Regions from separate parts of the Cyprinus carpio genome. Here region 1 is linked to region 2. Evidence: chromatin contacts called from public Hi-C data. All regions are on one chromosome and are shown on one strand. The core of a region is the stretch at or near the end of the contact, and the rest is flanking DNA. Distances in the headings are between cores, read along the strand shown. Region 1 overlaps cobl (protein cordon-bleu). Region 2 overlaps LOC109066341 (growth factor receptor-bound protein 10-like).

Evidence for each region. Hi-C and Micro-C count contacts between places; a contact is called where the count stands out from the background.
Region 1: a contact with region 2 is called in a Hi-C map of skeletal muscle, with 4 times the contacts expected there. The contact joins two enhancer-like sites. A contact is called at or near these places in 2 of 8 Hi-C or Micro-C datasets (both in skeletal muscle).

Annotation. Positions count from the first base shown.
Region 1 is chrB16:7,359,348-7,365,819 of ASM1834038v1, forward strand. It overlaps cobl (protein cordon-bleu), which reads right to left. Exons shown (of 16, transcript XM_042740501.1): 6 at 5,564-5,649. Among protein-coding and RNA genes, the nearest start is that of cobl, 59 kb to the right of the region's middle. Within about 2 kb of position 3,779, at least 1 of the 8 cell types and tissues checked has an H3K27ac peak or open chromatin away from gene starts, as enhancers often do. A contact at or near this core is called in skeletal muscle, where this site is marked.
Region 2 is chrB16:7,255,145-7,261,481 of ASM1834038v1, forward strand. It overlaps LOC109066341 (growth factor receptor-bound protein 10-like), which reads right to left. Exons shown (of 18, transcript XM_042740500.1): 3 at 547-643. Among protein-coding and RNA genes, the nearest start is that of LOC109066341, 40 kb to the right of the region's middle. Within about 2 kb of position 1,312, at least 3 of the 8 cell types and tissues checked have an H3K27ac peak or open chromatin away from gene starts, as enhancers often do. A contact at or near this core is called in skeletal muscle, where this site is marked.

The DNA of each region.
Region 1 (6,472 bases), core at 2,529-5,028, 110 kb after region 2:
CCTTAGACTCCAGAGGGTTAAAGTCTGTTTTACATTTGATATACACATTTAGATTAAATTTGACTCTTAATAATGAAATTAAGGACTGAAATTTCCTGAAATTTGTATCCAGAAATTACATAATTTGTATATAAATTTAAACAGAAATATTTGCAGTGGATGTGCTGCTTTTGAACTATTTTCCTGTGGTAAGCTATGTTATTAAATGTTTTAATCACAGTGAGGATTGCTTGGCTTATGACAATTCTGCTTTAAATTGTGTTCTAAATAGCAAAACTCATGTTCTGAGAGAATACTTTTGCACGAATAATGATCATACACGTTAACCAAATAAGTATGAACTCTTTTAAAAAAGAGGTAACGACAGACATAAGGATGCGCTCATTGATAAAATAGTCCATCGGCTGGTTTGAAAAGGACTGATGACAGTATAACCTGTTCACAGGTGTCGCTCACAGACAGCAGTCTAATGATAACCTTTTGTGCTCTTCCCAATATTGTGACAAACACCATATTTAAAGATATGCACATTTTATTTTCAAAATGTTTTGTTATTGACGCGGTGAGTCAGACAGCTATTTACACTGCAAAAAAAAATAAGGCCTATATTTTTTCATAAAAATATAGACTATAAACATTCTAAAATATATGTTTACCTTTTAGGCAAATTGCATTAATTAGAATAGTGATGTCTCAAAATGCATTTATAGTCCGTCTCTCATATTTTCCTAACATATTGTACCCTTAACTGCGTTAAACATGGTGTCAAGTGGATGGGGATATGCATGGCAATGATATGCAGATGACGTTATGCATATTAAAACTAGGCGTTGAAAGCTCCATAAATGGCTATTTTGGGGAGGCGACGGGGTGGAGATTCATGTACGCACAATCTTCCGCTGACTCTGAATTACAAAGAGAATTTTGCACAGGTTCTGGCATACGCATGGCTTTATAAATATGAAAACTTTTGTACGTACGCAAAATCTAGGTTTTGTGCATACACACACATTTAGGATGAAATCTACATAAAAAGTTTTATACATGAGGCCCCTGGTGATTTTTTTTTTTCATATCGCAACATATATCGCAGAAAAACGAAATATCACAATGTGAGTTTTTTCCAATATCATGCAGCCCTATTATAAATAAACTTATTGTATATATTTTTCTTATTTTGTGGCATATCATACTCTTAAAATCCTGTATGTGTGTGTAACAGTATTCCTACAGTGTAAAAAGCAGTAGATCCCCAATACAGCTTCTTAGGGGAGGAAGGTAAGGCAGAAAATGATTGTTAGTTCAGAGCTCCAAGACGATGCCATTTAAAGGGCAGCAGGTTTAACAGAGGACAGCAAATCAATAACATTTGGGCTGAAAATGTCACGACCTGCTCCTGGAGAGTGGCTGAGTTCTGAGGGCTTTACCCCGGTCATGACCCCACGTTTACACACCATAAAGCAGCTGCCCTGAGAAGACGGTTAACAGGGAGGGACTTAAGACAAATACTAAACCACAACAATTGTGAAGCCGATATCTTCTTATTCTGCTGCTATGCAAATCTACGAGCTTAGGGATGTCTTGAAATCATTCTCTTGTGGCAAATTTATAAATGTTTACAAAGTTAGCACAATGTGTAGTTAGACTTTGTGCAATTATTGAGAAGCAGAACTGAGTGAGGGAAGGTGAGGAGAAAGAAAATTAAAGAATAGGGACATTAGAACAAGATGATTTTATACAAATAATGCCATTATCGTCCATGTTTCCTGTGTTTTATACAGCTTTCATTAGCAAGATTTAGAGGTGTTAATACTGTATTGATTTGTCAACAAAAATTAAGTTTTACACCAATGAGTAATTTCTGGAAGCAAATACATATATACACCTGACATTAAAAGTGAAATGTTGTGTCATTTTGTTAGATGTTGAAATACATTCTCCTACTTTACTACAACTTGATTGCACAGATACTATTTCAACTGTACTGAGCTGGAAGATGACATCACTAAATATTATCAACACTATTTTTCTGTTTAATACTGTAAAGCTGCTTTGACACAATCTGCATTGTATAAAGTGCTATATAAATAAAGGTCACTTGACTTGACTTGCTGAACTCAGAATCAATTTAATTTCCGAATGAATTGAATTGAGGTAGTTAACAGAATGCAGAACTGTAATTTGAATTTCCATCTATTGAAGTATAAGTAAAATGGACTGAATTTCAAAAAAGTCATAACCCTGTTGCAAACATATTTTTTTTTGATGCGCTATGAAATTTTCAAATTACCATTAGATTACCATCAGAGTACCCATTTTACCATTAGTACACTTTTTTGGTTGTAGCTCCTATTAAATTATCAAATTTATCTCCTATTACATTTTTTTAAACTTCTATAAACATTGCAAACAACAGAATTAAAAAATTTTAATATTTAGAGAAATGTGTAATCAGTTGGGCTAATCAGGAAATAAATACAAAATTAAATATAGCTGCAAGCAGCAATTAAAGGCAATTTGGTCGACTATGGCAAAACTGGTATCTATGTTCTCGGCATAACCCAACAAATATTTTTAGACCAGTTAGATTTCATTACAATAGGCCAATTTAATCAAAAGTTATTAGCATTTTTGAAAATTTCATTATAACTTTTGACCACAAGGTGGTGCTGCCCCAAAACTTTTTAAGGACCATCAGGGACACATACCGAGTTTCATAAGGATTCAATGCATTCGTAAAAAATAGCATTTTATGACAAAATTCAAAATAGCCAAAGCCCAAAATGGCTGACATTGGAAAACTGGGTATGGTTCAACTCGGCATGCTGCACCAAATCTAAAGAGACCAATTTTGTTTTCATATCTCCTAACCACTAGGTGGTGCTGCGCCGAAACTATGCAGGTGGCCTCAGGTCATGGTCATCATAACATACACCAAGTTTGGTCTCAATATGCTACACCATTGCAGAGATAAAGCCTTACATCCATTTTTGGATGCTCTTCGTCAAATTTGTTCACGTGTTATTCGAGAACGAACTTCAATTCCATACATTTTTGTCAGAATGGTCTGAAGATTATCTGGTTTGTGAAAATCAGAACAACGGCCTAGGAGGAGTTCGAAAAAGTAGGTTTTTGAGAAAATTCTAAATATTGGAAAATTACGTCATATAGTGCAATCAAATCATCTTGATTTCATATTTTTTATTCAGAATGTTAAACCTTGATTTTCTGGTGAAATGATATACTTCTCTATAGCGACGTATGCCACACTTTTCCAACCATGCAAGCTTGCATTCATCTGCATCTACAGTATTTGGGAACTCAACGCCAACATTTCAAAATCCAATCATCAATCGATGGATGAAACCATATCCCTGTCCCACGTTTTTTGTTATTGTTGTTTTTCAATAATCCATTACACTAATCACAATATGTACTGCGCAATACAGAACAAAAGATCTGTTGCTACTTCCGTTTCATTTTGACTTTAAATACTGAATTTCGGCCAACCGTGGCAGAGACAGCTACAAGTAAGCCATTCATCTACTCCTAACAAAGGTGAACACAATGGCCTTTCTTTTTTTTTTTTTTTTTTTACAAAAAAATATGTTTGTTTGGTGTGACATTGAGGTGTGACTACCTGTTTACTCAAACAATTTTAGACAGGAAGGGATGGTAAAAATATCTGGGAAATCCGTTGAAAAAAAAACATTATTTTTGCAATTTAAATTTGTGGCCACTAATGGCACACAAATTACACACTTCACCTTACAAACAAATGCTGAGAAGTAGGGTTTTTCACGTAAAAAACACACAGAGGTGTGGAAAGGACAGAGCGGATGTTCCTTTAAGAGACAGCAGAGTGATCTGGCAAACACTGACAGGAACGACACCGGATCTTCCAGGACCTTGCATGAGTGTTTGAGTGAGAGCTCAGCTGTCGGTTGGAACGAGAGAGAAAGAAAGTATGCAGTCTTGCAGCTTGACTTGAGAAGAAGGCAGAGTAACGAACAGACATATGATCCAAACTAGACATAAAAAACTTAAGAGACACAAACACGCACACCTGCACAAACAAACACACTGACACCTGGAAGAGCACTAAGACAAAATAATCACAGTTCTCCTACAGTAGCCACTGCTCTGATCGCTTTCATTAGACTACACAACCTCGCTGCAGAAGTTCAGCCTTTTTCTCTCACCCCTCTCTGCCCTTAGAACGGAATGTTCAATGTGGGAATGGCTATTAGCGGGTTACATAATTGGAAATCAGTTACTGAGACGTGTTGAAAATGGCTCTTGGCTCTGTTTATGATGAGATTCTACCTGAACTTGTGTATTTACAGGCAGGGAGCACGTAGAGCAGGGCAGAGCAAGGCCTTTCGTAAAAAGGCTGTTTGGCAGGCCGATCAGAGATAGGAAGAAAATAACTATAATAAATAACATAAAATAACGTCCATAATAAATTATGGACAACCAAGTTGTTCAGCGCATGTGTCTGAGTGTCTTCAAGAACAGGGTGTGCTTCTCTGAAAGGAGGAAGATGGAGGAACATAGCAATGTGGGTGTAGAAATAAAGATATTTGAAGGATCAAGTGTGTATGAATGCAGCTAATTAACCATATAATGGAGCCAAATTTGTACCCAGAAGAAAGCTAAATTTGATATGGCATTTATCACATATTATAACATGGCTCTGTGTAAATAAATGTGCTTGAGCACTCCTGAAGATCACTTTTTTGCCCAAGTAATTACTGACACCTAGAGGTGAAACCTGGAAAAAAAATACATTTAATGGAGTGCAGATTTTCTGTAAAACTTTCATTAGTAGTTTTAAGTAGCTAATTTTTATACAAATATTAAAAACACAAATTTTCATTTTAAGATAAACCTTTTATTATTATAATTTAAATTTATAATTTTATTAAACATTAAACATTATATTATTTATAGCATTTTATCATTGAGTTCTGGTTCAGAACTATTCTTTTTTTATATAATTAAGAGATAAGTTTGCTCATTGACATAATAAATAACAATGAATCACAAAAGAGCATGGTGCTATTTGGCACAGATTTTGTGAAAAGAACAAAAAGTAATCAACCTGCAGGCAGTATAATTGTGTTAAAGACTGAAAACTGTGACAGATGGAAAGATGAGAGTGTATTAGTAAGAGACAGTTACATGGGTTAGTACTTACATTAATGTTAGTGTCTGCATTGTCAACAACACTATCATCATCAAGACTGTCCATGTCCTCAGAGGACTGATCTTCAGTCTGAAATGGGAATGTACACTAGCATGGCAGGCAGACTCATAATATCAATGAAAACCATGCAATGCAGGGTTCAAACACTGAAATATCAACAACATGTTTCTTTTTCATCATATTTTGCAATATGCATTAGTTTCCCCCAGCATATCCAAGTGTTAATTGCTCTACGTCTATATATTTTTGGACATGCAGCATTCTAACATACAGCACTGTAGAGGTTTAAACAGACAAAAATATGAATGGACACTTGTGTGTGTCCAATCATACACATGTGAGCCTGTGTTCTACCTTTGATTTCCTGCGATTAAACTTCAGGAAGCCTAGCAGACCCTTTTTCTCCGATCCACTCAGACTGTTGGAGTGAAGAGATTCAGCTGTAAGAGAAACACATTCGTTCAGCATCTTACACAAACACGCAGAAGCAACTATTATAATGTAGAACTGAGTCAAGCAATGTTACTTTAGTTGAAGCGGTTAATTTTGAGCTGGCTAATGAGAACAATAGATTATAGAAGATATAAAATTAGCATATCCAGAATAAATTCTAGTGCTTGCACGCCAGCAAACCAGTAGCGTTAAAGTTTTTTGTGAGTTTAGTATTTAGCCTTGGTATCATGTTCACCAAAATATTAAAAAGCAAAAATAAATTAGGCTACATTCAAATATATTCAAATAAAAAGTTATTTTAAATTAAATATATAAAATATTTCAAGGCATTACTGTTTTACTGTTATTTTGATTAATAAATGCAGCCTTGTTGAGCATGAGACACTTTAAAAATAAAAAAAAGTTACAAACACCATATTTTTGAACATTAGTGTGAGGCAAAAAAATAAATAGCACACAATGCACAAAATGCAGTACAAGATTCTGGCAATAGATGTCGCTCTAAGCCAACAAAATCAGATGAAAAACACTAAAGCCTCTACAAAACCTAAAGAAGAATTACCAGGACAAGTAACAGGTTTCTCTGAAGACAAATGCATTGAGAATGAAAGCATCACAGTAACAATAAGCATGAAAGATGAGTACATAAATATATGCACTGCAAGTCTTGTATAATATCTACTGACCAGGCCATCTCAATTCAAAAAAGCTCCAGCATGTTCTATGACAGGAAGCAGACTCAGCACATTCAAGACAGTTGAACTACACATACTGTTAAGCCACTGTGACAACTATTCAGCCAAAGTCATG
Region 2 (6,337 bases), core at 62-2,561:
ACAACATCAGATTTTCAGAAAGAAAAAAAAAAAACTTCAGGCTCTACATCCCATGCTGAGGCGATATTGTGCTTAAATCTCATGCTCCAAATATCATGCCTCTGTATTTTTGTATGGCACAATTTGGTTGGAGGCTTAATGAGTGGCACCCTGTGTCTTTACAAATCAAGCCTTTGAACTGCTGGAGTGTTTACAGCGGAAACGCCTGAATATAGATCCCAGTTTGAACTTAATGAGCAAGTCTCCAACTATAAAAGGCGTCTACGACAGACAGCCCCCACCCAAGTCCAAGTGTGTGAGACAGATGGCCCCTGCCCATAATCAAGTATGCACACACACTTGTTAATTGTGTGAGTTATTAAACTAGAAGCAATTCTGGACATCTATTAAAAATGCTTTACCTCTGTTTGGGATATTAAGAACATACACCATAACCATAAAAAAAGTATTAAAAAAAATAAATTAAAAAAATTACAAACACAGCAGCCAGGGTATCTTATTTTAAGGAATTTATGAAGTGTGCATGCAAATTATTAGTTCACTGACCTTGATGGCTGGGTGAATTCCGATTGGTTGACTGCTGAAAACCTGGTCCAATTAAATCCGCCTGTCTGTGATTGGCAGCTCGGTCTACATTATCCTGCTGAGACAGAAGCCAATAAAGCGGTCATGCTAAAAGCATTTTTTTTTATATTAGTCACACCACTCTCTCTCTCTCTCTCTCTCTCTCTCTCTCTCTCTCTCTCTCTCTCTCTCTCTCACACACACACACACACACACACACACACACACACACACACACACACACACACACACAAACACACACACACACACACACACACAAACACACACAAAAAAACACACATTTTATTATCCATGAAGGAATAAACCAGTTTAAGTCTGACAGAACAGGCCTGGAAAATAGGCGATCCCTCCAAAATGTTGTCTAGGAATTTCATTAAACTGTAAATCAGTATTTTTTCCCAGTAAAATATCTAAAAAGTTACAATTAGTAGTTATACACCTACATATCTTAAATCACATTTCACAATTGAGGTTTATGTTACAAAAAAATTTACATAGTCTCTAAAAACAAGTTACATTATATAATACAATTTTAAATAAATTAATAACCTTTTTATTAGAAAACAAGACCATGTCTGATGCATGTTAAGGTGCAATACATGTTTACATGTATAAACATTTTCCCGTCCGTTTTCAGGAATGAAAGCAATTGCCCAATCTGTGATGAAAGAGAAGAGAGGAGGCCCTTTCCTTGTCCTCAGAAGACCCCCTGCCGTATCTGGGGAGGGTCACGGCTGTGTTTACAGGCTATGAGAAAAACAGCACCGTACAGACGTGGCCCTGCCATGTGATCAGCTGAAACTGTGCCATTGTATTCACGGAACTAGATCTAAAGCGACTGGCAGCTGGGAGCCACGTTCTCCGTGTGTAAACTACAGGTGGCGACTCGATTCAAAAACTCATTCCTTTCCAAAACAGAGCCTCTCTGCTGTCTCACCAGAGGGGAACACTTTGAACTCTTGGATGCTGTACAAAAACTAAAGGCTGGGTTTGAGTGCAGTAGGATCAAGGATTGTGGGATATCGCTTTCAGCGCTGATTGGAGCTTTCACAGCACGAGCTGGGAACAGAATGTCCTGCGGCACTCTTGTATTTGGAGATGGTTCTCAGAGCGAGACCGCGAAACCCAGAATCTGGCTGTGATGTGGCTGCAGAGAGTCAGTAGTTTTATGGCTTCTGAACGTTATGTACAATGTTCAAGAACCAGAGCAAGATTGTTTTGTATTATTATGTAAATGTGAATATGCCGCACACATGCAGCCGTGTTGCTCATCACTTTGTTGAATGATACCAAATGAAAAAGGAACTGGTGTGTTGACATTTTTGGTCAAACACATTTCAGTGCTGATGAACATCTAGATATCATTAATTGTAAGCATTTTTCATGATGAAACTACATTCAAAAAATTTGGGACCCTGTATGACTCCTGCATGAAGGAAATCTTGTCAGGGACACATGGTCAGAAATGAACTTTTCTATAAAGGGACAATATTTGCCCATTGATTTCCAGGGGCTTTTTTTTTTTAAAAAATACCTTTGTGAAGACCAATGTTATAATTATTAAATGTTTGTATTGCCTTTTATGCCAAATGCTTAGATTTACCAAATACTTCAATCAGAAAAATAGACTGTTACAAATGAAATTTCATCAACAAAACATCTTAATACTACACAAATAGAATAAAAGCTACATCTGATATGGCATTTATGTAGCATATGTGTGTTTGCATAGACTGTTTAAAGTATTGCACGTATTCACAATACAGTTGTAATAATGTAATATAAATGTTATAAATGACAAATATAAATTCTGTATTATAACAACAATCACTAACAATTATTAATTTCCTCTTCTCAACAAACTATATGATTTGAGGCATCCATAGGGCAATATAGGATGTTTAAAACTTTTTTTTCCCAAAGTGTGAGGAAATAGTGATGCTTGCCAAACACCACTCATTTTTTTTTTTTTTTTACACTATAGGTTTTATTCCCAGAAGACATCTAGTGTAGTTGACTACTTCATGGGTACTACTGCCAAGTGACATTGTTGGAAATTTGCAGCTAGTTTGCGTAATTCTGAATCTGTCTATCATACTAGTTTTTCCTAAAAACTGTGACTAATTAGGGTTGTTTTTTTTGTTTTTTTTAATGTTGGCGGTGGCATTTTACCCAATGCTGTTAAAAGAATCAACCACAAGAATACAAATAATATAAGTAAATAAATAACATTCACAACATGGAATCCAAAAGTTTAAAGAAGAATCTCCAGTTTATTTAGCAAAATAATTACTTTTATATTCCCATGTACACCACATCTCAAGTTTTGTTCTTCATATTTATTCTCCATAAGTATTCATGCACTTTTAAATTCCTGATGCTTCAACAGAATTTTATTTATATATTTATTTATTTATTTATTTATTATTTCTAGTTGGAATAAATGTTTTTTTGGTTTGTTTGTTTGTTTGTTTTTTAACTGATAATTTAACAGATCAGCTTGGAGCCAACAGCCTATCTAGTCTGTTCTGTGCGAATTTTGTTTATACATATATTGCTATGTATCATATGGTCAGATGAAGTTTTGTACCAGAAAGGACTTCTAGTCTCTTCTTGTGGTCTCCTGCAGTCTGAATGTAAATCCTAAAGCAATGCATATTGGCATTAGCATTAAAAGTCTGAAATTTTTCTTAAGGGCAGAAAGACTGTGTGTATGTGAGCATGAGTGGGGATTCTAGCTAGCCAAGTGTGACGGAACTGTTCAACCCGTACTTATACTGGGGGAAGCCAGAGTGGTTCTGTCTGACTGAACCTAGCAGAAGGCCCAGACAGAGCTAAGACCTCTAATATCATGCTTTAAGTTTGTCTGGGACCACAATCTATAGGTCTGTGTTGCCTCTTTGCTGGCTGTACAGGACTTTTACAGAGATTTTGGGAAAGTTGATCAGTTAAACAAGAAAAGAAAATCTGAGTAATGTTAGATGTTATACAGATCATTTTATAACAAAGACCATTTTATAAAAGTAAATTCTATGGACAGTGGCTGGTTTTTATTTAAACAAACATATCAAGGTCAAATTATGCTCTTACAAATTCTTTCATAATTTATTTATAAATTTTATTGTTTGATTCATGTCCCAGACCCAGACCTGCAACTTAAAATATGACCACTTTATTATATATATATATATATATATATATATATATATATATATATATATATATATATATATATATATATATATAATTGAGAGATTTAATGAAAAAGTATCAGTTTTTACACAAATTAATAAAATTCTTTCATAAAGTATCAGTTTTACACAAATTAATAAAATTCTTTCATAATTTAGTTTTGTTCCTTTTCAAAATACCATTTATTTATACATTTCATTGCTGGATTCTTGTCCCAGACTTAATAAGAACATCCATCAAACATATAACAATAATAATAGTAATTATTATTATTTGTATGATATCTACTAAAATATCTAAATATAAACAATTTAACTATTTAATGAAAAAAAAAAAGTACAGTATATCAGTTTTTACATTATAACTGTCCACCACAAGCTATAATTTGCTGAAAATAAAGTTTGGGTACTTGGTTATCAAGAAGAATTCTTTTTTAGCGAAGAACATTTTTATTTAAAATATAAGTGATGTGTGAAGAATGAATGAATGAATGAATGAATGAATGAATGAATGAATGAAATAAAATAAAATGAATACATACAGTACTAGGTAAATGTCACCTTTTGATATCAAGGCTATATTTAGACAAAAAAAAATCTTGCAAGGAGTGTTTTAAGGGATCCATTAAAGGGTGCTGTGGTTAATTTATCCTCAAACATGCATGTGATGTAAAGTCACAACCCTTCATGTGCTGTCATACACAGATCAAGTTTCTGCTAACAGGTGGATGCAATATATATATATACATGAGGTATTTATTAAGGTTCATAAATCTCCTACTATACAAACCAGACTCGATTTAACCTATTGTGTTGTGTATACTCTAAAACACAGTGTTCCTAACAAAATTTTGTCAATAAACATGGCTACGTCATGCATTTTGTGTGCTGACTTGGTTATCCTTCAGATGAGCTGTACTAATATAATGCTTAAGGTACAAAAGGTGACATTGCAGTCCTGCTTATCCTCAGATGGTCAGGCCACTGTGAATTCCTCTGGCAGGACGGATTACACTGTGAAAACAGAGCCTCATTCATAAATTACTTTTCCTTTTACTAACAGTAAATTGGTCTGTTAGATGTATAGATTGTGACATAAATATTATATATATATATATATATATATATATATATATATATATATATATATACTGTATATATATATATAAAAAATATTAAAGTTTTTTTTTCTTGGTGGAAACTGTGCTATTGTCACACTCTGTGTAGAGAGGAACGAGGAGACACGGAATACACGAAACAATCTTTAATGGACTCCAGGAACAGGGTATATCCAATACAGGGAATAACAGGAAACACACGCAGTAACAAATAGACACGACAAACAAGAACTGAATGGACTAGGGCTTTTAAAGGCAGGATAATAAGGGAGGAACAAAACACACCTGGGATCAAATTAACACAATTAACAGGAGACAGAAACTGGGTCACAGAGCAAAAACACACACAGACAGGACCATAATCCTGACATAACGCCCCCTCCCGGAAGGTGCATCCTTGCACTGTACAAATAACAGAAGGGGAAGCACGGGTGGGAACTAAGGAGGATGTTCCGGAAGAGAATGGATATCTAGGAGGAGGACGACAGGCAGAGACCAGGGAGGAGCTGATGGAGGGAGGAGCCAGTTAGGAAAAAGGAGGGGCTTGGAGAAGGAGGTGTCCAGCTGGACCCAGGCCACAGCCATGATGTCTACCCACAGTGGAGCCGACAGAGGGAGGAGCCATGGAGGAGGAGCCCGAGGCGGAGAGCCAACAAGCCAGGGTGGAGCCGAGGGCTCTGACGACCGAGGCAGAAATCTGGAGATCCATGGCGGAGCCGGAGCGACTAAGGGCCAAGGTGGAGCTGGTGGGAGGAAGGAGCCCAATGGAGCCGGTGGGACAGAGCGACGAGGCGCAGCCAGAGGAGAGGAGTCCAGAGGCGATGGCAGATCGATGCCCTATCAAGGCAGAGCCGGAGGGACGAGGGAGCCCAGTGGAGCTGATGGATCGATGGGTGAAGGTGGAGACGAGGGAGCTAGGAGCCGAAGTGGAGCCACTAGGTCTACGGGCTGAAGACGGAGGTGAGAGATACTCAGACCCCGGCGACGCTGGAGTATGGCAGTCTCGTAGGGCTCGCACTGCAATGACGGTGGGCTGAAGGCGAGAAGAGGGGCTGCCAGATGACAGCGGTTGAGGATGCAGGAGCGGATGGAAGGGCGGGCATTTTTGAGGAGCAGGCACTGAAGGGCACTTTCGAGGAGCACGCACTGGATGGCACTTTCGAGGAGCGGGCAATGGAGCAGACGGGCTTATGCTCCGTACAGCGGGGAGATGGTGGGCTGGGCTCTGGGTCAGGAGTGGCACTGGCAATAAGCTCCTGGGAACCGGTGGGGAACGGAGATCCATTTCTTGCCAGTGTCCACTCCACAAAGGTGGAGAAATTTACTCGGGGACGGCATCCGGATAGTTGGTGAGGCTTGCCAGTACCCAGAACAGTCTGGAGTGGACCCCGAGTGATTTCTTCCCTTGCTCCAGCAGGAGGAGGAGGTATTCCGGGCGAAGGA